Regions from separate parts of the Mus musculus genome. Here region 1 is linked to region 2. A link is a contact called in public promoter capture Hi-C data. All regions are on one chromosome and are shown on one strand. Each heading gives the region's core, a stretch centred on a gene start, on an enhancer-like site or on the middle of the called end of the contact. The rest is flanking DNA. Distances are from core to core; before and after follow the strand shown.

The links. Capture Hi-C pulls out chosen DNA fragments and counts their contacts.
Region 1: a contact with region 2 is called in a promoter capture Hi-C map of adipose tissue. The contact joins two enhancer-like sites. A contact is called at or near these places in 1 of 39 promoter capture datasets (macrophages), 2 of 484 Hi-C or Micro-C datasets (both in embryonic stem cells) and 2 of 9 other capture datasets (adipose tissue and liver).

The regions. Positions count from the first base shown.
Region 1 is chr1:33,998,200-34,004,271 of GRCm38.p6, forward strand. All of the region lies in intron 3 of Dst (dystonin), which reads left to right. Among named protein-coding and RNA genes, the nearest start is that of Dst, 93 kb to the left of the region's middle. Within about 2 kb of position 4,327, at least 1 of the 459 cell types and tissues checked has an H3K27ac peak or open chromatin away from gene starts, as enhancers often do. A contact at or near this core is called in adipose tissue, where this site is marked.
Region 2 is chr1:33,880,670-33,887,084 of GRCm38.p6, forward strand. It overlaps Bend6 (BEN domain containing 6), which reads right to left. Exons shown (of 7, transcript NM_177235.3): 2 at 2,772-2,979. The coding sequence starts at 2,891. Among named protein-coding and RNA genes, the nearest start is that of Gm38471, 9.1 kb to the left of the region's middle. Within about 2 kb of position 2,937, at least 147 of the 459 cell types and tissues checked have an H3K27ac peak or open chromatin away from gene starts, as enhancers often do. A contact at or near this core is called in adipose tissue, where this site is marked.

The DNA of each region.
Region 1 (6,072 bases), core at 3,077-5,576, 120 kb after region 2:
TGACAGCCGATGTTTGCGAAAGCCATTAGCAAAAGCGATTTTCTACAATTTTGTCAAGGAACAGAGGTAATGAAAATGGAACCTTAAGGACTGTTAAAGGCACAACTTTCCTTAGTGTCAGCTGGGAACAATTGAGCACCTAATGTTTTAAAAAATGTTGGTGCTTTTCATCTCTGGCTGTTGTTTTGTAATGAAAACAGTGAATTTTTTTTTTTTTTAAAGGGATGTGGTGGAAAGACATGAGGGTACCACCGAGTACCAGAACACTGCTTACAAAGTTCAGAAAGGACAGAGAAGAGAATCAGGCGGACTTTGTCTCTTTAGGGCTGTTCCGAGCTGGCTGTCATACAATCTCACTGTTTCCCTGTAGTTAGTCTTCTGTCCTTGGATCAAATAAGCAAAAGGGGGTGACATCACCTAATATCTAAAATATCACAAATGCTTATTTTTTTCCACCAATACAGCTGTACACATTAGCACTGCTATGTTTCCTGTTTCTCACAGGAACTAACAGAAGCCCCCAGGAGCCAGGCAATTTTCTCAAGGTCACATGGCTGATATCCAATATACACTCTGCCAAACCATATGCAATTTCAGATTTCTACAAGACAACATAGATGGTAGATGGAGCATGCTGTCTGCAAAGGGTCTGTTTTTATGTCTCAGGGTTTATACAAGATGTGGCTGTAACCCAGATCTTCTTTCTAACAGGAACCATAGCACACCTGGTTCTGAAGTACTTAGAATCAAGGTCTCTCTTATGACATTGAGTAGGTGGGTAAATGCAGGTAAAATCAAGCCAGCAGGAAGCCAGTGGGTGTCTAGTGAGATTCCTGGAAACCTTGAGCCAGCCTGTAGTGTCATACAGCTCTCTAACATTTTCTGGGAATTAAAGACACTGTAATAAAGGAGAGTAACTCTGCACTTAGAGAAACTTGACTCACCTGGTGTTTGTGGGATATCCATTTAACTACAGGACCTGATAGCTGCCTCCTGTTTCTCTTGTTTTGTGCTCTATAGTTCTCTTCTTAAAAACACTTTCACTTCCATTCTGTCAGTTAGCATAGTCCCTCTCTCCTCCCATCCTTTATCTTTCCAATACTATCTGAATACAGTGGCATCTCATCAATCAATCAATGAGAGGGTGTGTGTCTCACACCCAGGTATCAAAAGAAAAGGAACATTGCCAGGTGAAGACTGTGTCAGGATGCACGAGTTCCACACCTGAAGTTTCACATGAAGTCTCTCTAGTGTTAAATGTTTGTTTTAATTCTTCTTTGAAAACTGGCTGGCCGACCTCAGTGGGCTCACTGATACCAACTTCTGCCAGCCCTTGGCACACCTCTGGGTGGCATTCTCCCAGAGGTGTGCCATGTGGCAGTTCGGTGGGCCAGACTCCACCATTTTCTTGTAATTGATTTAACTTTTATGAGTGTTCTATAGTATTCCCAGAAGATACGTTTTAAGCTACATTTCTAAGGATAGACACTCTTAAGTCAGTTATTTTATCCCTTTGTTCTTGGCAGCAGATTTCAGAGTCCTTCAAGGAAGGAGCCTATAGATAGTTAAGACACATTTAACTGGATGACATAAATAAACATCACCATAAAATGTAAGATTAAGTATTGTCTAGTTTGCTGGGTGGTAGTGGTATATGCCTTTAATCCCAGCACTAGGGAGGCAGAGGCAGGTGGATCTCTGTGAGTTCGAGGCCAGCCTGGTCTACAGAGTGAGTTCCAGGACAACCAAGGCTATACCGAGAATCCCTGTCTCAGAACAAAAGCAAGCAAATAAATGAAAAAAACTAAACAACAACAGCAACACACACAAAAACAACAAACAAGCAATCAAACAAACAAACAAACAAACAAGCATTGTCTAGTTATGGAATGTCCCGGTATTTTAGTCTGTGGTCCTGATATGCTTTGGTTTTGTGGAGCTATTTTCAGACATGGGTTTGTTTTTCTATTTGGAAATTATTGAAAACATCCTTCAAGTGAAATATCTGTTTGTAGATACTTATATACAAACTAGTCTTTGATGTCTATATTTCCACACTTTTGTCTTCTGAGGTAATTCTTGCTGTGTAGTTCAGCATGACCTCAAATTGGAGATCCCCCTGCTCCATCCTTCTGGTTAGCTTCATTCTTTAGCTGTTTCTCTGGTCTTGTTTAATTGTTTGTGTTTTGAGACAAGTCTTGTCATGAGTTCTGTCGGGTACTCCATATTTATATGAAGGGTCCCACTACTGAGCCCTACCAAGCCTACATCTTAATTTTCGAGGTTTCTAGGTAATTAATCTTTTAGCAATTCCAAATTGTCACAAATCTAAAACAAATGTGTGTAAAGGTGCATTTGCTGAATCCAGACCCATGCTGTGCAAGAGTCAACTTTAATGTATTTTTTGCATGGGTTTTCTTTACTGTGAAATCATGCTCCTTGCTGCGGACGTGTCCATGATTTTGGTCCAGTACTAAATCTAAAACAAACCTAATTCTTTCATGCCCTGCAAATACATGGTAAGATCTTTGAGAGTTTTGAGGATTGTCTTAGGGTTTTACTGCTGTGAACAGACACCATGACCAAGGCAACTCTTATATGGACAACATTTAATTGGGGCTGGCTTACAAGTTCACAGGTTCAGTCCATTATCATCAAGGTGGGGACATGGCAGCATCCAGGCAGGCATGATGCAGGAGGAGCTGAGAGTTCTATATCTTCATCTGAAGGTTGCTAACAGAATACTGGCTTTCAGGCAGCTAGGATGAGCTAGGATGAGGTATTAATGTCTACACCCATTGACACACCTACACCAATCAGGTCACACCTCTTAATAGTGCCACTCCCTGGGCTGAGCATATATAAACCTTCATAAGGATTTTCAGTTTTACCTTGTGCATGAATACACTGTGGTCAAGAACACAGGCTTTGCTGTTGAAAGGACCAAAATAGAGGTCTCTGGCTTCGCCTCGTAAGACAGTGGATGTGGATAAGTCTTCCACCTCCCCTAAGCATCTTTCTGTTTGGATTGTCGTTTCAGATGCTTGGCTAGCAAGTGAAATGCTTGTTCTAGTCCCCGATTACAGTCACCCATTAAATGAAGCATCTAGGTGGCATATGCTGGCTAAGCTGGAAGAAAGCCTATCTTAATCCCAGCTAAGACGATTTCGAATTTGAAACCGTGCCTCTGATGGGAACTTCAGTTAATTTTGCAATCCCTTGCTCACGATATGTACCAGTTAAGATGTGGGAATCAACCAAGTGTTCAACAGTGATTGGACAGATAATCAAAATGCAGCCTCTGGGAACCGGGTGTTACTTCTAAGCCGAAAAACAAGAGGAAGCTTTGATACTTGTGAAAAAGGGAAGGAGGATGTGGGATCACACTCCTGAAATCCCAGCGTTTGGGAGTCTGATGCAGGGTGTTGGTGGATTTGGAAGGCACCCTGGACAACTGTGGTCAAGGCTAATCCAAGCTCGGCAGTGAAGCCCGATTTCAAAAACCAACCAACCAACCAAGGTTTGAGGGTGAAGCACCGTGGTGACGCCAGGATACTGCTCAGTCTCTGGGCTCGATCCCCAATCTCCTGACCACAAAAGCAACTGAAAGTTTGGGACCCTTTCCCCCGAAGCAAGAGTGGTCCAGAGACTACTTCTGGTTCCCTAGATCAGCACACTGACTAGTTCTGTTTAATGCAATTAAAAGTAATTACAGATGCCAAGTTTCCTCAGTCTGCATCTCCTAAGGACTGGGCTACCTTTCCTACAACCACCAGATCATCGCCACACCTTAGAAACTTAATAGTCCTAATATACCTGATAAACCATCTTGACTTGGGTTTAGAGATTCTCAATTTTCCCTAGGATGAGCTTTTAGCTTTTTTTTTTTTAAGTTAAAAGAATGTAGAGTTCTATCAAGGTTCATCTCTCTCTCTCTCTCTCTCTCTCTCTCTCTCACACACACACACACACACACACCTGCACACATGCACACATGCACACATAGGGACATTTTTGGTGGCTCCTTTTTCTGTTCACATCCCAAGAGAGTACTTTCTTTTTGGGAAGTACCTATTTCACACTATGGATTGTTTTGCAGAATCTAGGACTAACATCTGTATAATCAAGATTTGTGTAAATTTATTATCATTATTATTATTTAAAGACAAGATGTGGGTAGATGCTGAGTTGGTGGGGCAGAATGTATTCTCCAACTCTGAATGTCCCGATCTTTAGCAAAATCCTCCCCTTTGGCCTTGTTTCCCACTGCCTTTGGAGAGTACCCAGGGCCAAGACCATTTCCTGGCAGTAGCTCACAGACCAGGCTGTGTAGACCCAGCCGCAGCCAGCTACACAGTCCTGCTGCTGATGTCGCAGAGTCTGTCCTGGGATGTCAGTTAGGAAGTTATTCAAAACTGTCACATTATCTAATTATCCTGGCATTAGGGAATTTCGGTTGCTTTTGTAGCATAGAAAAGTTAGAGTGAATCTTTTTTTTTTTTTTAAAGATTTATTTATTTATTATATGTAAGTACACTGTAGCTGTCTTCAGACGCACCAGAAGAGGGCATCAGATCTCATTACGGATGGTTGTGAGCCACCATGTGGTTGTTGGGATTTGAACTCTGGACCTTTGGAAGAGCAGTCGGGTGCTCTTACCCACTGAGCCATCTCACCAGCCCTAGAGTGAATCTTTTAGTGGCCTAATTTGATTGTTAGTTTAATAGCCAAGGTTGTGGAAGACCTGGTGCAGGGTTGTTTGGTTTATTGAAGCCTAGAGTTTTTGCTTCTTTGGTTACCGAGATTCAAGTGCGTACAGACAGAACCCACCAGCTTATGAGACGAAACGCCAGCCCTGCCTTCACGATCCCAGTGAGCCTTTCCCTTTCTGGAGAACCAGTTTCTTCCTCTGTTTCCTTGTTATCAGCAGGTGGAGATGACAGAGAGTGGTGTGAATTGGAGTCCTAGCCCCGGGGTCAGGAGGCCAGAGACTCCCATACATCTGCTAATGTAGTTTGTGCATAATTGTTTGTTTGCTTTGCTCTGGGAAGAGGCTACAGGGGCTCCGTTCACTTTCTGAGGACCTCCTGAGCTCCCAAAGCAAAACGCTAGTTTTCATATCCGATGTTTTCTCTGGGCATTTCCTTTTGGTGATTTCTTTTGTTTGTTTGAGTTTAAAAACTGTCAGAAACAAACAAAACTTGTTAATCTTTGTCACTGCCCAGAGCTAACCACTACTAAACAGTAATATATCCATATTTAAACACGTAAGGGGGGTACATATGTGTGTATGGATTTTTTAAAGCTGTCATATATTATTTCCTCTTTTGTTAAATGTAGATCAACATGTTTGTTTAATTTCTGCAGGGTAACCTGTGCTATCGATACAGTATATTTAACTAATTCCCTATGGATGAACATTTGTATTTTGATAGGAATCGGTCTTTAAGCACCAGTAGAATTAGAAATAGCGGCTTTTGTTGCGTAAGGGACTCCTTTTCCTTTGTCCCACTAACTTAAGCCCCTCATCAAAGGTCAGGCTGCAGTGTTTGGGCCAGGGAGTTGTTTATTGTCTCCAATTAAATAAAACACCATACTGTTCTCTCCAGCCCTAAGATAGTAGCAAGATTTGGCAAGTCATTACAGATCAATAAGGAATATAATAGTTTATATGAACTCTCCACTTTGAAGTAGCTTCATTTAAATATATTATCAATTTTAAGCTTTCAAATAGGCTTTAATTTTGTAGAGTACTTCCAGTCCTAAAAGTGATTTGTGTGTGTGTGTGTATGTGCACAAGAGCGCGTGCATTTTTGGGAAAAAAAAGTGAAATACTGTAATTGTTAAAAGGCTTGAACCCCGTAGACAAGAAGGGACATTATTTCATATAATGTGTCTGATATAAATGTGTGTGGCCCCTATATTCCTGGAGTAAATTGTTGAAAGATGTGGCCCTGAGTATGTTTCTTACTGTTCTCTCTTATCTGGTTATCAATGACATGACCAGATTAGAGGCTGTGCCAGTCAACACCCTGGGGTCCAGGGTAGTAACTGTCCCATCTGGCTGTGGGG
Region 2 (6,415 bases), core at 1,687-4,186:
TGAGTTCTAGCTTTGTCAGTAATAGCAGTTTGCAAGAAGACATAGGAAAGCACTGAGTGCAGGGTGCGATTTAAATCAACCGAGCTCCGTAATGTTAATCTTCAAGATTTGAGAAACATTCCACAATTACTTCCCTAGGTCAGCAGGTTTCTGTCACCTTGGTTTTCTCAAGAGCTCCCTGTGTGATCTCTCAAAATGGTCCCATCCAATGAGATGCTGGGAGTCAAGGGGAACCTTCAAGTATTTGAAGGCCTTTAGGTAACTGCTATAAAATGGAGAGAAAAGAAGCTGAACACAGATTTGATAATAAAAGAAGAGGACTCTCAGGCCCAGGATCTTTGGCAAATAAAATTTCTGGCTGGACTGAATTTGCAATAGAAACCAGCAGAATTATGTAGTTTGGAAAGCTATTAAGTTTTTTTTTAAAGATTTATTTATTTTATGTATATGAGCACACTGTCACTCTCTTCAGACACAACAGAAGAGGGCATCAGGTGCTATTGCAGATGGTTGTGAGCTACCGTGTGGTTACTAGGAATTGAACTCAGGACCTCTGGAAGAGCAGTCAGTGCTCTTAACCACTGAGCCATCTCTCCAGCCCCGGCTATGAAGATTTTAAGGACAGCAAATGGACAGAGAAAGCACCACTGGACTCGGGAACACGAGCTTTGTTTATCCCTGAGCAACTTCAAGCCCACACTAGCAAGCTGCAATAAGACATTCAACGAAAGCCAGAAATATGGATATTAATACTCACTATTAATAAGAAAGTATACATGCAAAAAGGCCTGCGTGCTGCTTGTGAGCATGCTGACTGTGGGGACCTTCAGAAAGTCATCTTATGTGTCAATGAAATGTTGGGAAATATCCTTGCCATGCTCCAAGACTGGAACTTTTGCTGGACCTCACAGCCAGAGTTAATAATACATTTGGACTCACTTAAGATTGCTAGCCTACTGTCTGCTCAGTTTAAAATAAACAAACCACCCAACCAACCAAACAAAAGCCGTGCCTCCGGTGGTGGCGCATGCCTTTAATCCCAGCACTCGAAAGGCAGAGGCAGGCAGATTTCTGAGTTCGAGGCCACCCTGGTCTACAGAGTGAGTTCCAGGACAGACAGGGCTATACAGAGAAACCCTGTCTTGAAAAACAAAAACAAAAACAACAACAAAAACTAGTCGACCTCACTTGTCTTGGATTTCCCATGTAATATGCCTTTACCACCTAAGCTAATGAGTAGCTATTATCTTAAATGGTGTGCTCTGCCATGCCTCTGACCCAAGGTGATGCATGTCTATCACTTGCTAAAGGCAGCCGATACAGAGGTTAAAAGCTACCAGAAAAGTCAAAAGCACCTATTTATGGATACTGGTTGATAAACAATGACATTTGCAGAACTGTTTTTTGTCTGGGTCAGTTGGGATCAATTGGAGCCAGTGACTTAATCCCTTATAAAACTCTGTTAAAGATTTCTGTAAAGTATCCCATGTCTTCTTGTGTGATGCTTTCTGTGCTGGTCAATAAATACAGAGCAAGCCCTTTGTCAGGGGCAGAGTCCACTCACAGCTACACACCAGACATACATAAACACCGTTAGTCACATGCAGAAAAGACAGACACCCAAAGATATAACAGACAGACACAGAAGGACAGACACAGGGACAGATTCACAAGATCACCTTCAGGCTGACACAGACTCTCATACAAACATACAGTCAGGAGACCCAAGGAGCATGAAGTAGAGAGTTCACATTGGACTCTCTTGGCTAATGTCTCGAAGGGAAATTACTGGTGAGTTGGAGTTAATCACTAATGCGTTTAATCCATGCCATCTTATAATGTCTAGTCAAATGAATAGAAACAAACAAGCAATTTCGAAACCACAAGTCATCCTCCTATGTATTTCATACAGATATAACCTGTGGGGTATAGTTATATTACATTAATGAATTTTAGTTGTTCTAGCCCGAAAAATAACCAAAAGTGGATTCCTCTATAAGCTGATGGCAATGTTGATTTGTTTCTCTAGAGAACATGTTTAACAATTTATATGCACCTCATAATATCAAGTCTTGTGGATAATTTTGGAGAGTGCAATGCTTTTTGAAAAAATCAGGAACAAATTAAGATTTCTATTATGATTTTCATGTGCTACTAAATGATATATATGTAGTCTTTTACAGTGTTTTATAAAGTGGGTCAGAGGTGGGGATATGAGGGAGATGGTACTGTTTAAGGACATGTGAATACAGCATGCTACATGCATTATAAAACACGTAAAAATGTATAAAACATGTATAAAATGTGGGACTGTATAAAGACATTCAAATAAAAATACAGGATGAACATGTCGGTAAGTTGTTCAAAGGAAAGGAGGGCAATGGGGTAGTGAGGAACAGCTGTGAGCTGAGTTCTAAACAGAAGAGCAAAGAGTAAGTCTTACTGAAGAAACGCACCAATTTCCATAAAATATTTTGGGAGGAAAACCATTTTCAGACAGTTTGATGATCTTTTGTTTAGATCAGAAAACAAACTTTGAACAATGTTATATCTGGTGCTGGCTGAAATGAAGTAGGAAAACTGTCTACTGTCTGTGTTTCTAACTTAACCTTAAAAAGAGAACAGAAACTATATTCCCTTGGTTGGATAAAGAGTTAAAAAGGACAAATTACAGAAGATGGGGGAAAGTGCCAAGAAACAACGAGGAACAAGGCTGAGAATTGCAGAGGCAGCTGAGGTAGATGAGAAGATTAAATCAACAGAACACCGACCTGTGCTTTCTCCAGAGCACTATTCGCATTTTCTGAGTTTGCTGTCTCTGTCCGTTTCCTCTTTCTTTTTCTAAGAACTTGGTTGTCGGTGATGTCATCTGTCTGCAAGATCTTCTGCATTTTCTCAATTAGTCAGCCCAGGCTTTCCGGAACGGCGATGGCAGAAACGCCCATGTAGGTGCCGCTGTTCTGCATGCGGTTCTCGCTTCTTAAAAACAAAAACAAAACACAGGGGGCCTCAGCCTGCTGCCGGCTCAGGTGAGCGCCTTTCACGGAAGGTGCCATGTGGAAGGGGCCATGTTGTTGTCTTTCTTACTGGCCAACTTCCCGCACATGTTTACTTGACTCAAAAAAATCCAGCTTGGTGCTGGAGACGTGGCTCAGTGGTTAAGAGCACTGACTGCTCTTCCAGAGGTCCTGAGTTCAATTCCCAGCAACCACATGGCGGCTCACAGCCTGGGATCTGAAGTCCTCACAGATGTGTCTTACGACGGCTATGGTATACTCACATACATAAAATAAATAAGTCTTTTTTGTTTTAAAGATTTTATTTATTTTATATATGTAAGTACACTGTAGCTGTCTTTAGGCACACCAGAAGAGGGCATCAGATCCCATTACAGATGGTTGTGAGCCACCATGTGGTTGCTGGGAATTGAACTCAGGACCTCTAGAAGAGCAGTCAGTGCTCCTAACCTCAGAGCCATCTCCCCAGCCCTAAATAAATAAATAAATAAATAAATCTTAAAAGGAAAAAAAAATCTATTGCAAGGCAGGGGATTGATACACAGTAGCAGGTCATACTTTAAGAAACAAAAGAACCCATTCAGCTTTGTTACCGCCCTCAAGCTGCTCATGTGGTCAGGTGCGGCTAGTTGGCTTTAAAAACTTCAAACAGTGTAAGAACACTTTCCATCTGCCCTTCTTGTCAAGTAGCCATGAAGAATCTACAGGTTTTAAAAATTCTAGGTGTATGTAAACATCATCACACAGAACTGAAATTATGCACTTCTAGGAAAATGTATTAATAATAGTTGACAACATCAGGATGGAGGGTAAACATATTCCCAAGAGACCAATAAGAGTTGCTTAGACCCGAGTTTTGCTTTAAAAGGTGTTTTTCTTTCTGAAAACTCTGCAATCTTATGATAAGAGGTTCCCCTTGTCCCAAACTAGTTGAGTCTATCAGTAGGGTTGTAATGACAACATTTAACCTTGGTTATGTATAGCTGGTGATGCACATTAGGTCTTATTTAATCTTCAGAGTATTTGCTTCAATTGGTTTGTTTTCATAAGCATTTAATTATACGTAATAAAACCAGAGTCAGATTGAGCATATGAGTCTTCATGAAATATATAGAATATTGAGCACCCGGTAATATTTTGCTTCTTATCAAATTACTATAAATGTATTAGCAAATGCACTACTCAAAAATTTTTATTCACAAAGTTTATAATAAAACACTGGAGTCCAGCATCGTTTTGAAAGCTATATTTACTAATGTGATGAGTGAAGTTTTCAAGATAACATTATAGTTGGGCATAGGGTACACACCTGCAAGCCTAGCACTTCAAAGATGAAGGCAGAGGGTTTCATGTTCAAGGCGAACCTGGGTGACACCGTGAAATGTATTTTCTAAATTCTGAAATAAAATAAAACATAAACATACAAAAAGAAAAAAAAACCAAACTGGATAGCATTTTGGTTAGCTGGGGTTCAAATTGAATGTTTGCTCACATAAAAATAATTTCTAATGTTATGTGTGTTTTTTACGTGTGTGTGTGTGTGTGTGTGTGTGTGTGTTCAGGGGCACACATGCCACAGTTGCTGGGTTCAAGGGATTGAACACGTTTCCAGGCTCATTGATTTTTTGATTTCTTTTTTTTTTTTAGATTTATTTATTTATTATATGTAAGTACACTGTAGCTGTCTTCAGACACTCCAGAAGAGGGCATCAGATCTCATTACGGGTGGTTGTGAGCCACCATGTGGTTGCTGGGATTTGAACTTCGGACTTTCGGAAGAGCATTCGGGTGCTCTTACCCACTGAGCCATCTCACCAGCCCGATTTTTTGGTTTCTTAATGGCTGACATTCAAACTGAGTTGAGATGAATTTTCTTTGCAGCTTTAATTTGCATTTCTCTGATGGCTGGTGAGATTTAACATTTTCCATGTGTTTAATGGCACATCTGTTCGTTTTACTTCCCCCATTATTGATGAGTCTGTTTGGTTCCTTGTTTGAATTTTGATGAGGACTGCATTGTCTCTGTGGGTTACTGTTGGTAGACAGCCATTTTTGCAATATTAATAATACAGCACAAGGAAGTTCTTCTCTGGTCTTACCTGTCCAGTGTTCTAACGCCCAGCCTCCTAAGTGCTGGCTTTTCAGTGTGAGCCACCAAATGCAAATACTCACCTTCTGTGCAAGCCCGTAAGGAAAGTTTATATTTACGTATTTCTTCTTTCGTGATATCTTTCACACTGATAGAAACTGGGATATGTTGATACCAACCTACAATCTAATGAAAACGTAAACTGAGAACAAGTTAGGGAGAAGTTCTTCCATGGGCTAGTAGAACAGATTTTGACATGGGGCAAAAGAAAGAGTACTTCCAGACTCTCTTGGTGAAGCCAGCTAAACCAGATATAGAAACCACAAAAAAGAAAATTATAAAACAATCTTTCTAATGGACAGAGGACAAAAACTGTCAACAAAAATACTTGCAACTGAATTGAAGAATACATCACGACCTTCCATCATGATGTCTACAACATCCCAGAACTGTAAGGGATGGTTCCATGTATGTATATCAATAACCTTAAATTAATATATAACTGGACTCAGGACAGAAAGCACCTGATCATCTCAACAGAAGTGGAATAAAACCCAGCATCCCTTTGTGATGAAGTCCCTATGGAGACAAGTCACAGATGGAATATAGTTCAACAGAGTAAATGCCATCACAACAAGCCGGTAGCCAACAGTCTGCTAAATGGCAGAAAACATTTCCACGAAAATTAGAAATGAGTGTCCGCTCTCTTCACTCCCTTTTAATATTGTTTGAAGTTTTAGCTACAGCAAAAGGAAAAGAGAAGGAAATAAAAGGATTGTAAAGAGGAAAAGAAGACACCAAAGTAGCCTTTCTTGCAGAGGACATGATGCTATTCATAAGAGATCCTAAAGACTTCCTCCAGACAACTGTGGCTAATATGTTCAGAAAAGTCACAGGTACACAATTACTATATAATGACCACCCCAAGGACAAACATTCCAATAAATAGGAGGGAAATTTTATTTTATTATTATTATTTTTTTTTTTTTTTTTGGTTTTTCAAGACAGGGTTTCTCTGTATGTGTAGCCCTGGCTGTAGACCAGGCTAGCCTCAAACTCAGAAATCTGCCTGCCTCTGCCTCCCGAATGCTGGGATTAAAGGCGTGTGCCACCACGCCCAGCTGGGAAATCTTATTCTTAATAGCACAAAACTAATAGCAAAAAAAAAGCCACCATGTGGTGGTGGTGCACGCCTTTAATTCCAACACTTGGGAGGCAGAGGCAGGTGGATTTCTGGGTTCAAGGCCAGCCTGGTCTACAGAGTGAGTTTCTAGGACAGCCAGGGCTACACAAAGAAACCATGTCTCGA